2 separate regions of the Mus musculus genome follow, and region 2 is linked to region 1. The links are chromatin contacts, called in public promoter capture Hi-C maps. All regions are on one chromosome and are shown on one strand. Each heading gives the region's core, a stretch centred on a gene start, on an enhancer-like site or on the middle of the called end of the contact. The rest is flanking DNA. Distances are from core to core; before and after follow the strand shown.

Evidence for each region. Promoter capture Hi-C pulls out the DNA fragments that hold promoters and counts their contacts.
Region 2: a promoter capture Hi-C map of pre-B cells shows a contact between it and region 1, with 5 times the contacts expected there. The contact joins the promoter of Gapt here to the enhancer-like site in region 1. A contact is called at or near these places in 25 of 39 promoter capture datasets (the 3T3-L1 cell line, 3T3-L1-derived adipocytes, the C10 cell line and 16 more), 1 of 15 datasets of contacts at CTCF or cohesin (the NIH/3T3 cell line), 25 of 484 Hi-C or Micro-C datasets (the 3T3-L1 cell line, the AML12 cell line, the CH12 cell line and 18 more), 1 of 115 datasets of contacts at active chromatin or transcription factors (microglia) and 3 of 9 other capture datasets (adipose tissue, embryonic stem cells and liver).

What each region holds. Positions count from the first base shown.
Region 1 is chr13:110,045,812-110,052,404 of GRCm38.p6, reverse strand. No RefSeq gene overlaps it. Among named protein-coding and RNA genes, the nearest start is that of Gm32881, 43 kb to the right of the region's middle. Within about 2 kb of position 3,449, at least 23 of the 459 cell types and tissues checked have an H3K27ac peak or open chromatin away from gene starts, as enhancers often do. A contact at or near this core is called in pre-B cells and thymic regulatory T cells, where this site is marked.
Region 2 is chr13:110,352,626-110,359,613 of GRCm38.p6, reverse strand. It overlaps Gapt (Grb2-binding adaptor, transmembrane), which reads left to right and starts at 2,442. Exons shown (of 3, transcript NM_177713.3): 1 at 2,442-2,530; 2 at 4,611-4,675; 3 at 5,099-6,988. The coding sequence starts at 5,487. The coding sequence ends at 5,960. Gm41058 (a long non-coding RNA gene) reads right to left here and starts at 1,170. Exons shown (of 3, transcript XR_873950.2): 1 at 1,002-1,170.

The DNA.
Region 1 (6,593 bases), core at 2,200-4,699:
GGACTGTGTATTCCTGGGACCTTTTATTGAACTGAATCCAACTGGTTTTAGCAGCGATCCATCTTTACCTTCAAGCCCAATCATGTCATCCTAGTCTTGACTTTGCTTTAGAAAATGAAGTCATTACTACCTGTTTTTCTCTCAATCCTACACAGACATAAGGTGTGAAATCAAACAAGTTTATCCCCTACAAAGGTGCTCACCCATTCTCTCCTTTGTTTCCTATTGGACTGGAAAAGGACATCTTAAATAAAAGCCATGAGTGAACTCTGGACCTTAAGCTCTTCTGGAGGATTCTGTCTCTTGTTGCTTCTTTAACTTCTTGCCCCTCAACCAAGTACTCCAAGGACTCCTTAGTTGACAGAGGAAACTTCTAATCTCTTCTCCCTAACTTATTGTCTTATTTAGGGTTTATATGGCTGTAACAAAACACCATGACCAAGACAAGGCTTACAAAGGAAACCATTTAATTGGGGCTGACTTACAGTTTCAGAGGTTTAGTCCAATTATCATCCTAGCGAGAAGCATGGCAGCCTGCAGGCAGACATGGTACCGGGGGAGTCAAGAGTTCTAAATCTTGGTCAGCAGGCAGTCAGAGACTGTCCCACTGGAGATGGCATGAGCATATATGAGACACCAAAGCCTGCCCCAACAGTGACACACTTTCAATAAAGCCACATCTCCCAATAGTAACAATTCCAATGGGCCAAGCACTCAAACACGTGAGTCTATTAGGGACCGTACCTACTCAAACCACCACACCTATTGGTTACTTTTTATTTCCTATCTCTAACTCCCAATCTATTTGTTAATCCTTAAATCCCCAAGAGCTACAGTGTCTTACCTGAATATTAATTCTAAATTCAGACAAATTCACCCTCTATTTTAAGGTACTCCTTCTTGTTTTTTATTGGATATTTTCTTTATTTACATTTTAAATGTTATCCCCTTTCCTGGTTTCCCCTCCGAAAACCCCTTCCCTCTATCCCCCCTCCCCTCCCCCACTTACCAACCCACCCACCTCCACTTCCTGACCTTGGCATTCCCCTACACTGGGTCATAGAGCCTTCACAGGACCATGGGGACCATATCTACTCAAACCACCACACCTATTGGTTTGTAAGCTCTCCTCCCATTGATATCCAACTAGGCCATCCTCTACTACATATGCAGCTAAGGTACTCCTTCTTAAAGACAAGCTTCTGTTGATTAAATGAGAGTCAATAGCTATAAAAAATATAGAGAATGTATTAGAGAAAATCTGTATTAATATTGCAAAGCAATATCCTCCTAAGCAGAGATTATAATTTAATTTGATAGTGTCCGTGGGATGTTAAACACAAGCTCCAGGGTTCATGAGAATAACCAAAGCTTTCCAAATGGAGATAATGAGATTAACAAGAGTGTTTCATACAGGAGAAGAGTTGTCTGGGAAATAGGGTACGCTATACTTGTAAGTAACTAAGAAAGGGAGACTCAAAAAGGGAATGGTGCTCTGATTAGAATATAGCTTTCTCCTCCTAAACTCATGTTGAAATCCAGTGTTCATTGTGAGATGCTATCAGCATAGAAACCTAACCTAATATCTACAGAAGCAGACATTTGGAGGTGACGATGGCTGAATAAAGACAGTAATGTATAGCCCACAGTTGAATACTAGTGGCTTTATGAAAAGAGATGAAAGATGTGTGGGCTCCCTGCTTCTTGAAATTTGATGATTTTTGTCATCCTGGGACTCTGGCAATAAACAATCATCAGATATGGTTTCTCAACGGTGAACTAAAATACATCTCCTTTATAACTTTCCCTGCCTTTGGTATTGTCCTATTAGCAACAGAAAAAATAGGCTAAGGCAAAAAAACAAAGAAATGGATGGGGACTCATGTAGAGTGGTACAAGAGAAACCAAGAGATGTGGAGGCTTTGAGGATTGTCAAGATTTCTGAGTGGTCAAAGATGTTCACTGCTAAGCCTGATGGCCTAGGTTCAACCCCTGTAATCTATGAGAAGGAGAGAATCAACTGCCACTGCTGTCCTCTGACTTTCATTTGCATGATATAGCATGTGCTCCATGCCCCACCACCCCCCACATACACACAATATACAAAAATGAAAAAATAAACATGAGAGGGAAAAGCTTTGTAAAGGGAGTGATCTACATTTTCATTTAATAAAAAGTGAGAACAAAATCAGGTAGGCATGGTGGTGCACACCTTAAATCTCAGCACTCTGGAGGCAGAGCCATGTCGATCTCTGTGCGTTCAAGACAGAGAGTTGGTCCACAGGTTGGTCCACATAGTAAGTCCCATACTATCCCGTGCTATGCACCAAAGGGCTGTTTTTAACAAAAAGACAAAGCCAATCAACTTGACAAGGTAGTTTTAACGTAAGGTAGGTAGGGGAGACAGGCTGCATAAGATGGGAAAGTAGATTGGTTGAGAGATCCACTGTACTACTTGAAATGGATATTAAGTGGCCCCAAGAAATCTACACAGCAAAACCCTGGTCCTAGCTGACCAGTCTGTTAAGATGGAGTAGAGTTAGGGCTGGTGGGTCACGTAATTGATTTTGGCCTTGAAGAGGTTTTGGGGATCCCAGCCTCTCCTCAGTCTCTGCTTCCCTGTGTGTGAGGTGGGCTGCTTTCCTTTGCCACAGGCTCCACTGTTTCAGACCCAAAGCTATCGTGCCAAGCAACCGTGGTCCAAAGTGTAGAAACTGGGAGCCAGAACAGATCTTTAAAGTTTGTTTTTCTCTGCCACTTTGTCATGGTGACGGTAAGCAAATGAGCATACTGGTTTCTGTTTATTTGTTTGGTTGGTTTTTGTTTTGTTCCGTTTTGTTTTTCAGGTGGTCTGAAACAAAAATATAGGAGAGGCAGATTGAATGAAAATAAGACAAGAGCTTTATTGTCAAGTGAAAGTCTTATATTTCATTATATGCTAAAGAAAATGTCAATAAAAGGATTAAAGAAAGATAAAAACAGTGATCTTTTCCATTTAAGCCTTACCCTTCCGTTCCTCTTCCTGTCTCCTCTACTTCCTCGATGCATACCAAACGATTTCTATGCAACTATTTCAATCTAATTGATTTGGGTTTCTTTGTCTCTCCTCCTTCTTTCACCCATGCATTTGGCACAGACACTTTAACAACTATTAACAGTAAAACTACCACTTCCCTTTTTGAGGTTTATACTCTAGATATTAAAATTACAGTTTTTTTTAAAATAATTTACAATCCAACCCAGACAAGAAATAGCTCATCTCCACAGTGATGCTATATATAGCTAACTCACTAGAAGTCAGGAAGTAACTTCATCAGTCAGATGAAGGGCAAACTGAAAACCTGAGGCTACTGATGGCTGGCCAATCACAAGTCTGTTTAGAGAAGGAGGCAGGCTGGCCCATGTTTCTGAAGAGTTGGCAGCTGTTCCTTTATGCCCCACACCCCACCTCCCTGGACTCCACCAGGTGTGATGCGGTCCCCATGGCCTTTCAAGCACTATAGAGCAAGCATCATTAGCATATCCTTCAGTGTCTCTTTGCCCTTGCCTCTATATATAGAACAGAAAGTCAAACGACAAGAGTCACCTAATGAAACAAGCCAAAATTAAGAGGACAGTGAAAAGAAAACTTTGGAGGGGAGAATGATGTTAGTGGTGGAAATTATAGAGACTAATACAATTGATATAGCCATGACAAGAAAAATGTGGCATTCACAAAAGATACAAGCTAAATGGAAAAGTGGGTTTTGCCATGGGAGGTGAGAAGAAGGGAGAAGGTATTTCTATTCTTTTTTATGATTTATTTATTTTTATTTGATGTGCATTTGTGTGTGTGTGTGTGTGTGTGTGTGTGTGTGTGTGTGTGTGTGTGTAAGAGTGTCAGATCCCCCGGAACCAGAGTTACAGACAGTTGTAGCCAACCATGTGAGTGCTGGGAACTAAATGCAGATTCCCCTGAAAGGACCACCAATGATATTAACCACTAAGTCAACATCTCTGCAGACCCTGGGAGTAGATATTTCATTGTGATAAAGATATGAGAGATGTGTAAGAAGTCAAAGATAGGTCTTTCAAAGGATATTGGTAGAGGCATTTATGTACAGGTATGATGACCTAAGTCCCATCACTAGACCCCATAAGGTATCAGGAAAAAAACAATTCCTGAGCATTGTCCTCTGAAGTAACTTACATCCTACATTCATTCTCTCTCTCCCTCCCTCCCTCCCTCCCTCCCTCCTTCCTTCCCTCCCTCCCTCCCTCCCCCTCTTCCTCTTTCTCTGCCTCTCCCCTCCTTCCCTTTCTCTCTGTCTCTTTCTCTCTCTCTTCTCTCTCTCTCTCTCACATACACCATTGAATGAATGAATGAATGAATGCATGCATGCATGCATGCATGAATGAATGAATATATGCATGCATGCATGCATGCATGAATGAATGAATATATGCATGCATGCATGCATGAATGGATGAATGAATGAATGAATATATGCATGCATGCATGCATGCATGCATGAATGAATGAATGAATGAATGAATGAATATTTTAGAGGATGGAGGGATGCCTTTTAAAAATACGCCTTAGATTTGGGTGCCAAGGATTCAAATCACAGAACTGACACAGTTTCAATTAAAATACCCTTAAGATCTTTGTATATGAAAAAGCTGAATAAAATATGAAGAAGATATTTAGAATATTTCTCCTCTTCTCTCTGGTTTCTTGGGGCATCTTTCCATATTTCTTCACCACACTTCCATGTATAATACTCTCCCAAGATCACTGATGCTCTGTAAAAAAACATTTGCATTTCTCTAATGACTGGACGTGTTTATCTTATATGACAGACAAATTGAGTGCACAAGGAAATACTGCAGAGGCCATACAACTTAAATAGTACAGGTCTAGGTGGGTTTTTATTTTCTAGTCCTGTTGGGCTAGGAAGAGACTTTTCCAAGGACATTGTGATATTAAAAAGGGTAACAGTTCATTGAGATTCACGATCCCTCATTTCCATTTGATCTTCAGGTCAAGGCTATAAATAAAATGATTTTAGTCCAAAGAATGCTAACTTTGGATTTAAAATGTAAATTGTTTAAGATTATGACCATCTCAAAGTCACTCCATGATCTGACAGCTAAAACCAGGCACAGTTAAATGGCATCTCCCATCATTTCTTCTGGGGACTCATAGCCTATAATTTCTTTCATCTGCTTACTTGGTGGGGAGTAGAGTTTGAAATTGTTCCCGTGTCAGACATGTATGCTGATGCTTCGCCATTTTTATAGTCTCCTTCCATAGGTAGGAAGCTTAGCCGCTGGTCAGCTTGGCCACTGTAGGGACAATAATGACCCAACCTGGATCATTCTAAACTTGACTCCCTCCATCTACTTGGATCAACTATATCAGAGTCTCTAGGTATGAGAAGTAGTTTTTAAAATCTTTTGGATCAACTATATCAGAGTCTCTAGGTATGAGAAGTAGTTTTTAAAATCTTATCAGGTCTTGGTTTTGCATTGCTGTAAATATATAACAGAAAACATAGCATATTTTTAAGATATTTAAAATGGCTTATTTGTTGTGTGTGCATACACAATCAATCGAACAAATCGATAGATAAATACTAGTTGTAGGAGGATTTTAGTTTCTTGTGGAATGAATAGTGTGTTCCAACTCTCTGCTTCCTGTCAGACAGGGACCAGTCTTCACTCCTACAGAATCTCTGTACCCTTGCTCACACTCCGCACATCCCTACGGGCCTCTCTCCAGGTCTTGGGTCCTGAGATGTCAGAGTCTGAGGCAGCACCACGCTTGGACCCTCACAGCTTTCCCCTTAAGTCCCACACTGTCTGCATTTCACTTCTGACTTCTGCCGCCTTTAAGAACTCATGCATTTTCTTAAGAATCTAAAATAATCTCCTGACTTATTTTACTATAGTTTGAGATTCATATCTGAATCGCATTTGTCATGTGAGGCAACATTTTACAGGAAACATCTCTGAAGGCCTTACCATCACACATACCACACACCTCAAGTGGTCGTGAGTGAGTGCAGAGTGAACTCCTCCCATAGAGAGCAACGAGTACATGGGAAACACAAATTGGACTTGGTGGGTTGGGTTTGGTTTGGTTTTTGAGGGGGAACAAGGGTGAAACGGTGGACCTGGAAAGAATGGAAAGTGGGTATGATCATGGTGCATTGTGTGGTATTCCCAAATAATTAATAAAAATATTATGTTGAGGGAAAAATGATGTCGCTCTCATGATTAAATCATGCCAAGATAGCAGCATGCATCGTGGGAACTCTCTCTCCTTTCCTCAACACTCAGGCTGGTAAAGCCAGTGGCCAATCGGACAGGGAGACATGAGGTCTACGAAGGAGATCTCTTTACACATGACCACCATCAAATGAATGGGTTTATAAGTAAATCTTTATGGAGTGGAATTTTGGTGATAACTGCAGATGCAGCCCATATCCTGATTGTATCCATGTTAAGAGACCCTAAGCCTGAAATCTTTAACAAAGTCACAACTAGAATCCTAGCCTAGAGAAACTGAAATAAAGCATGCCTTTTAAAACCTGATAAATTGTAGAGCC
Region 2 (6,988 bases), core at 1,193-3,692, 310 kb before region 1:
AGCTTTCGAACCCTTTATGGAATGTCAAGGACAATTTCATGAATATGACAAATATTCAAAATTTACATACATAATTATGTGCCCCTGCCTACTCAGTTCAAGCATTTAAAAAATCCCACTGTTAAAAGAAATCAATATTTGATATAAAGAAAATTGCTACCATCAATCTATATGGGAGAAATGTACTTGAATAATTGTCCAGTCTAGATTATAGTGAAGATCAATAAATTACGTCCCAAGTTTTAGACTACCCAAACCATAGGATGGCAAAAAGGAAAGAAAGAAAGAAAGAAAGAGAGAGAGAGAGAGAGAGAGAGAGAGAGGGAGGGAGGGAGGGAGGGAGGGAGGGAGGGAGGGAGAGAGAGAGGGAGAGAGAGAGAGAGAGAGAGAAAGAAAGGAAGGAAGGAAGGAAGGAAGGAAGGAAGGAAGGAAGGAAGGAAGGAAGGAAGCAGGAAATGAAAATGACCAAAATAAGCTTAGATGCAGCTGTTGTGGTTAAAAGAAAAGAGGTTGGGAAGAAAAGCAAGGGGTATCTTGCTACACTAAAGACTGGGAGTTAAGAAAACACAGTTTAAAACTGCACCTAAGCCATAAAAACAATAGTTACATAACAACTCAATTTTTAACAGAAACATTGTTTCCTCCATAATCTTGAAGATAAATTCTGCTACTTAAAAAAGGTTCCTATTTGAGGTAAGAGCCAGGTAACTGCCCTCTGATTTCTTAGTCCTTAATACATTTCAAGAGGAGTTAGTTAGTTTGCCTTAGTTGCACTTTTAGAGGAGACTATATACATTCACACAAATGTGTGTTCATCTGTTTGTATGTGCATCTATGCACGCACATGTGCATATTTATGTGGGCATGTGTGAGTGTGTGCCCGTGCATGTGCATGTGTGTGTGTGTGTGTGTGTGTGTGTGTGTGTGTGTGTGAGAGAGAGAGAGAGAGAGAGAGAGAGAGAGAGAGTGAGAGAGAGAGAGAGAGAGAGGTCAGCTCATACCTTACTGCATTTAAGTGCATCAGGAAAAGTGGCTCACTTGCTGCTCTCCCAGCTTCCCTGCCCCACCGGATTACTCTTGCCTTAGTAAACTCTTCTCATGCCCACTAACTTGGTTTCAGGCTTTCATTTCCTGTCCACTGAGAGCCGTGCATCTGTCTTCCTGCTCTTTGTTGTTCTCTAGAACTGTATATTTCTTTGCCTTCCTTCTAAGGTCTTAAATGTTGTGTGGGCCCAGTGGCTTCTCCTTCTTTGGGTCTCAGGAGCTTCAGGGCGTGTATTCACTGCTCCATCCCCGTAGCTCTGGCAATTTAATTTAGAACCTTACACACGCCTCTAATCTATATCCCTGGCCTCCCTCTTCTTTTAAACCAGTTTATACAAGGTTAATCCTATTTGATCAAAGGAGTTCTGACACAGTCTAAAAGGCAATATTTCCGTGACTATTTCTACATCATCTATCTAACTCACTTAGTATCTGTTCGATTCAGCAGTTCTCCCCACCGCCCCCTTCCATGGGGCTGGCTCTTAGAGATGATAAGACAGAAAGATTCTATGTGGAAGCTTGACAGGCAGTCCATTACATGACGAACAGTGGTTCTTCTCACAGCGCTGGGTCCATGTCTCTGGGGAGTAGACATTCTACCGCTGTGCTTCTGCCTATAAACTAAGATTAATGGTGGCATTTCTCCTCTAAGAATTTCTTGGGTATTACACTAAAGGCTTATGATACCTAGTGTTAGGAATGAACTAACTACTCTTACTTAACAAAATAAAGCATTTTTTTTCTTTCTTGCTGGATTTAGTTTGCTTTCTATCAGATTTCTGCCAATCTGTAACATCCCTATGTGCTAGTGAGTCTCCTAATAAAAGATACTTGACAAGTTTACCTCATGAAAATCAGTCAAATAGTATACCAGAGTAGTATGCCTCAGGACGTTCTTTGGGAAACCTTTATTTAATGAATGTGATGGTGATGATGGTATCAATAACAATTACAACAACATAATAAACACATTCTGAACCAACATACGGGCACTAGTTCAGCAGATATTTAATTTTAGGGTTGTGCATTGTAGCTTCATATTTAAATATGGATTGTTCCACCAATCACAAAGCAAAGAAACAAAAATACTCAAGGCCTATGTTATTATGAGTTTTAAAACCTCTTTGAAGAAAACAAACTACATGATTGATTCTAAAGTGAACATGGTAAAATTGTTCAAAAAAGAAAAATCATCTAGGTTTGACATATTAATGAAATATACACTTCAAAAAGTTCCACCTACAAAGAGGGAGGGTCATTTATAATTCTGCAGTATCTGACGGCAACTTCCTCACGAACCAGGAAACTTTGCAAGTATTAAATACACTGAAGGGAGGAGGAGCCAAAGAAGGAAGTAAGTGACCAGAATGAAAAGAGGAACCATTCTCAGCTGAAGAAAGTTTGATGAAAAGTGACAGACAGAGTTGGACACTCCCAGGCTTCATGTGAGTCCAACTGATGGAAAGTTTTTGGGTAATGGAAAAAGGTAAGAAATGGATTCATGTGTAACCAAGTAGTGACATTTTGTTACTTCAAAACAACTTGTTTGGTGGTGGTGGTGGTGGTGATGGTGGTGGTGGTGGTGGTGGTGGTGTGTGTGTGTGTGTGTGTGTGTGTGTGTGTGTGTGTGTGTGTGTGTTAATGGATGATTCGGGCTCAGTCATAGTGGAGAAAACAATTTGCACGTTGCTGGTGAGGTTGGACCATGCTACACTAATCAGCCCTTTCCTGTGCCTGCCATTCTACCTGAAGGAAGTGTGCTGTCTGCTTTGCAAGGTCTACTCTAGGAAGAACTTGTGATCTGAAGACAAGTGAATAATTTTTGGTTAGTTTGCAGAAACTGTTGCTTTCCAAAGTGAGAAGAGCTTCCAAGCTGGGCAGAGCAAGTCTCATGTAGGCGTTATACTAGGGCATTTCATTACTGTTGTGATTTTTATACTAAACGATGTCTGCTCTGCATAGAACTAAGATAAATTCTTTCAGAAACAAAGAGGGAGCCTTTTGCTTCTCTGACCCTGCCCAGGGGACAGCAGCCAATCATGCAGAAAGTCCCATTCTGTTCTCTTGGAGGCCTAGCACATTCGAAAACAGATTCAGTGAAATTTCCTCTGGAAATGCATCTCACACATTCTGGATAGGGTGTGTGCAATTATTTATGCTACAACATATTAAGATCCATTCTCATTTGCCCATAAAGGAAACGAGGCTTTTATTTATAGAAATCATTAGGCAAATATCTGTATGTAGCCTTTGTATCATGTCTGCCCTTGTAAGAGTGAGAGGACTTCATCATCTATAGCTCTATTAATTTTAAGCTGGTAGATATGATAGTGTACTTTGTTATGACTTTTCATGCCTACATCATTACGTCTTGCTCATAATTGCTTACGCTTACTGACTACCACCATTCTGTATGCTATCTTTATCATTTTAACTGTAGACAATAAAATGTGCTGGTTTTGACACAGGGTGTCATTCTGTATCCCATCTAGCCTCGGCTTCCCTGTACCAGGATTGCACAGGCACGAGCCCTTATGAACAGCTCAGACTGTTAACACTACATGGTGACTAGATAATTCTATGCTCAGCCATGCTGTATCAACAACCCTCCAGGACCCCAAGGAATTTGAGAGATATATGGATTGGAGGTGTTTGTCCCTAAATAGTTATCAAAGAGAGTTTATTATAAGCAAGCTACACGCTATGCTCCATTTGTTCATATAAAATGCAAAACTGAACCTTTTTGCCTTGGTATAATCTGACCTTGAACAGATTTCTAAGAGGTCGGCATTAGAAATGTGCCCTCACTGAGGGCAGGGAACTGCTTTGTGGGTTTTTCCTTGCTGTTCATTGTTGTTAGTATGGCTAGGAATGAATCCCTCTGTCTATTAGCAGATATTTAGTGTACTAGATCTCCTGTGCTTAGTCCCAGTGCCAGTGTCTAGGAGATAAATACAGCTTACTCGTTGCTAGGGAGTTATTATCTAGAATCCTCCATTTCATCTTCTGTAAGGTGAGGATAGCAATAGCATCCCACATGAATGCTCTAGGGTTAAGTGTGACAATCTACAGGAAAGTGACTGAAATCTGATTTAAGATATGCCCCTAATTAAATATGATTGTTGGTGATGCTCAGTAGACAATGGTAAGAAGTATTATAGTCACTGTTAAACATATTGAACATATGGGCTGTCACTATTCCTGTGTCTCACTTGAAACATATAATAAGAATACTTGGTGGATATAATCGCAGTAGAAAATTCTGTCTGATGGAATACTTTGTGTCACCTTCCTTGATACTTTAAAGGTTCAAGGGAACACTTCAAACATCACCTCAACTAAGTGAAAATCATTTGTTGCATTTGTGATTAAAAGTGTTTACAAAGATATGTTACTTCACTTTTAAAAGATCTCTTAAATAAACTTCAGAATAATCTATACACCCTTTAAAATCTTCCCTCTTAAAGTGTCAGTTAAGCTGAATTGAGTGGCTGAATTTGGGAGTCACTTAAAAAATGCTCTCTTTTATTCAAATAAATAGTGACTGGGTTCATTTTCTGTACTAGGTGTTCGAATTTGCTCTAGGAATCTAAAGATGAAAAGAGCTGAGTCCTGCTGCTCTTGAGACCAGGTAGGAGGGAAGAATTTCCTTACATTTAGGGTACCACTCTCTGCTAGAGAATGAGCTAATTATTTTAAGACTCTAGAGGGAGGAGTAACTAGGGAGTCAACACAGCCTCTGTCCACTCCAAAGGAGGATGGCCAGGCTTCGCAGAGAGGCAGGAAGCAATGGACAGAGCACACATGGATAGTTTTATCCTGTTCCTCCCAATGCTGGGAGAACCTTACATTTTGCTTAAAAGTCATCGACTAATATAAACAACTATGCTTGGGCAGGGGTAGATTCCTCACTCTCGTTTCAAAACAGCTCGTGCTATATTCAATATCAAAAGCAAGAACTGACAATACGGACGTCTAACACATTTGATAGATGTGGTAAATTTATAATCTCATGAGGTACTAAGAATACAGTTAATATATTTTTAATTTATAGCAGGTTTCTGGACGGCACCTCCCTTTTCTTGAGGTTTCTGCTGTGCTGTAATTCTCTGCTCACCTCGGCTTCATTTTGTGATCCACCAAGGGTAAAGGAAGTGGAGAGGACTAAAAATCCACCCCCCTCCCTCCAATTCAGCTCCAGTGTACAGGGATGGTGATACAGTAATCGGTCACCTTCAGAGACTGAATTTGTTCAGTCTCACGTCGTCCAGTTGCATCGGGACTTTGCCAGTAATGTCCTTTGAGATCTGGAAGAGAAATGCCTGCAGGAGCCTTCCACCTCGGTTTTGAACCGCAGCCACCACGGGCGACCAGAAACTGCCTCTGCTTGTGCCTGTGAATTGATTAACCACACCAAACCACGGAACAGCAACTGTGCAGAAATGCTGGAATGCTTTGAGAGTTCTCCGGTGGCTGTGGCTGTAGGCGTTTCCCTCCTAGTCCTCTTGCTGCTCTGTGGGATTGGATGTGCTTGGCACTGGAATCGCAGGGAAAGCACACCGTTTACCCTACCGAAGTTTATGCAAAGGAGAAGCAGCAGGCAGAAAGACGTCACAAAAACCGTCAGCTCGAGTGCCTACGTGATTAGCCCAAGCATGAAAGCCTCGGTGGAAAGCAAAGGCCACAAGTCTACTGCCAAGAGAAACAAGATGCATGGCAACTATGAAAATGTGGAAGTGTGCCCTCCCTGCACTGAAGGGACAACTGAGAAGGCCCTGTATGAAAACACGCAGCCGTCTAATCTCGAGGAACACGTCTACGGGAATCAAACGGACCCCCTCTATTATAACTTCCAGAAACCTAGCCCTCCTCCGCCTCAAGATGACGATATATACATCCTTCCAGATTGCGACTAGCTTTTCAACAAACTGAGACTCGTTGCTGGAGGAAAACCCATCACCAGGCCTCCGAGTGGACTGATGTCGTCATGATCAAATTATTCTGATGAAATCAGTGGTCTCTTTCCTATTGCCACCCTTATATATCCAAGAGGATTTATAGACAAGTTCTTGAACACCCCCCCACCCCCGTGTGCCCTGCCTTCAATTAAATCTGTATTGTTTTATATTCATTTTTCTTTTGAAATATTTCCTGTAACTTCCTTCGTTTTTTCCTCGACCATCTTTTGAGGCTCAGCACTATTGCAGTCTCCTAGCAGGTCGTCCTGTGCTGAGGGGCTAACCCAAGACCGTTCACATGCCAGGTAAGTGGTAAACTCCTGAGCCACATCTCTAGTCTGGTCTTCTGAGTTCCATCCAATCAAAAGCCTATGACGCAGCAGGTTGATCTTCGGAAAACATTCTAGGTGGTCACTTCATTAATCTGCTAAAATAAAAAGCAAAAAAACCAAACAAAACAAAACAAAAAAACAAACAAAAAACTGTATGTTGTTTGCAAAAGATGTGAAGCTCAAAACCCTAACTCCAGAATTCATGACTTTTTCAGTCACAACTTCCTTTGTCAGTTATTTCCCCTCACCCCTCACTTTCTTGCTTGCTTCTGTGTCATCACAAAGCTACCAAGTCCCTGTCTCTGCTCCTCCACGGTGTGACTTGGCTGCCTCTCAAGCCTGCCTCAGGTCATTTCTTCCAGCCTCCCTCATTTCAAACCTACACTTCCTTTTATAGACCTTGCTGCCTGTTTTGTTTTTGTTTTTGTTTTTGAGCATTTGAAGATATGAAGGTTTGCTGTGCATTTTACTACTAATGTAATACGAGGATTCTTCATTTGCAGTTAAACAGCAATGAAGTGGTGCCTAGTAATACTTTTAGATCCAAAGACATCGTATGTGGAACTAAAAGTCTGGTTAATTGAAAAAGACATGAATCTTGCAGTTTGTCAAGTAGATTTTTTTCTTTTAAAAAAAAAACTAATAAATTTACTA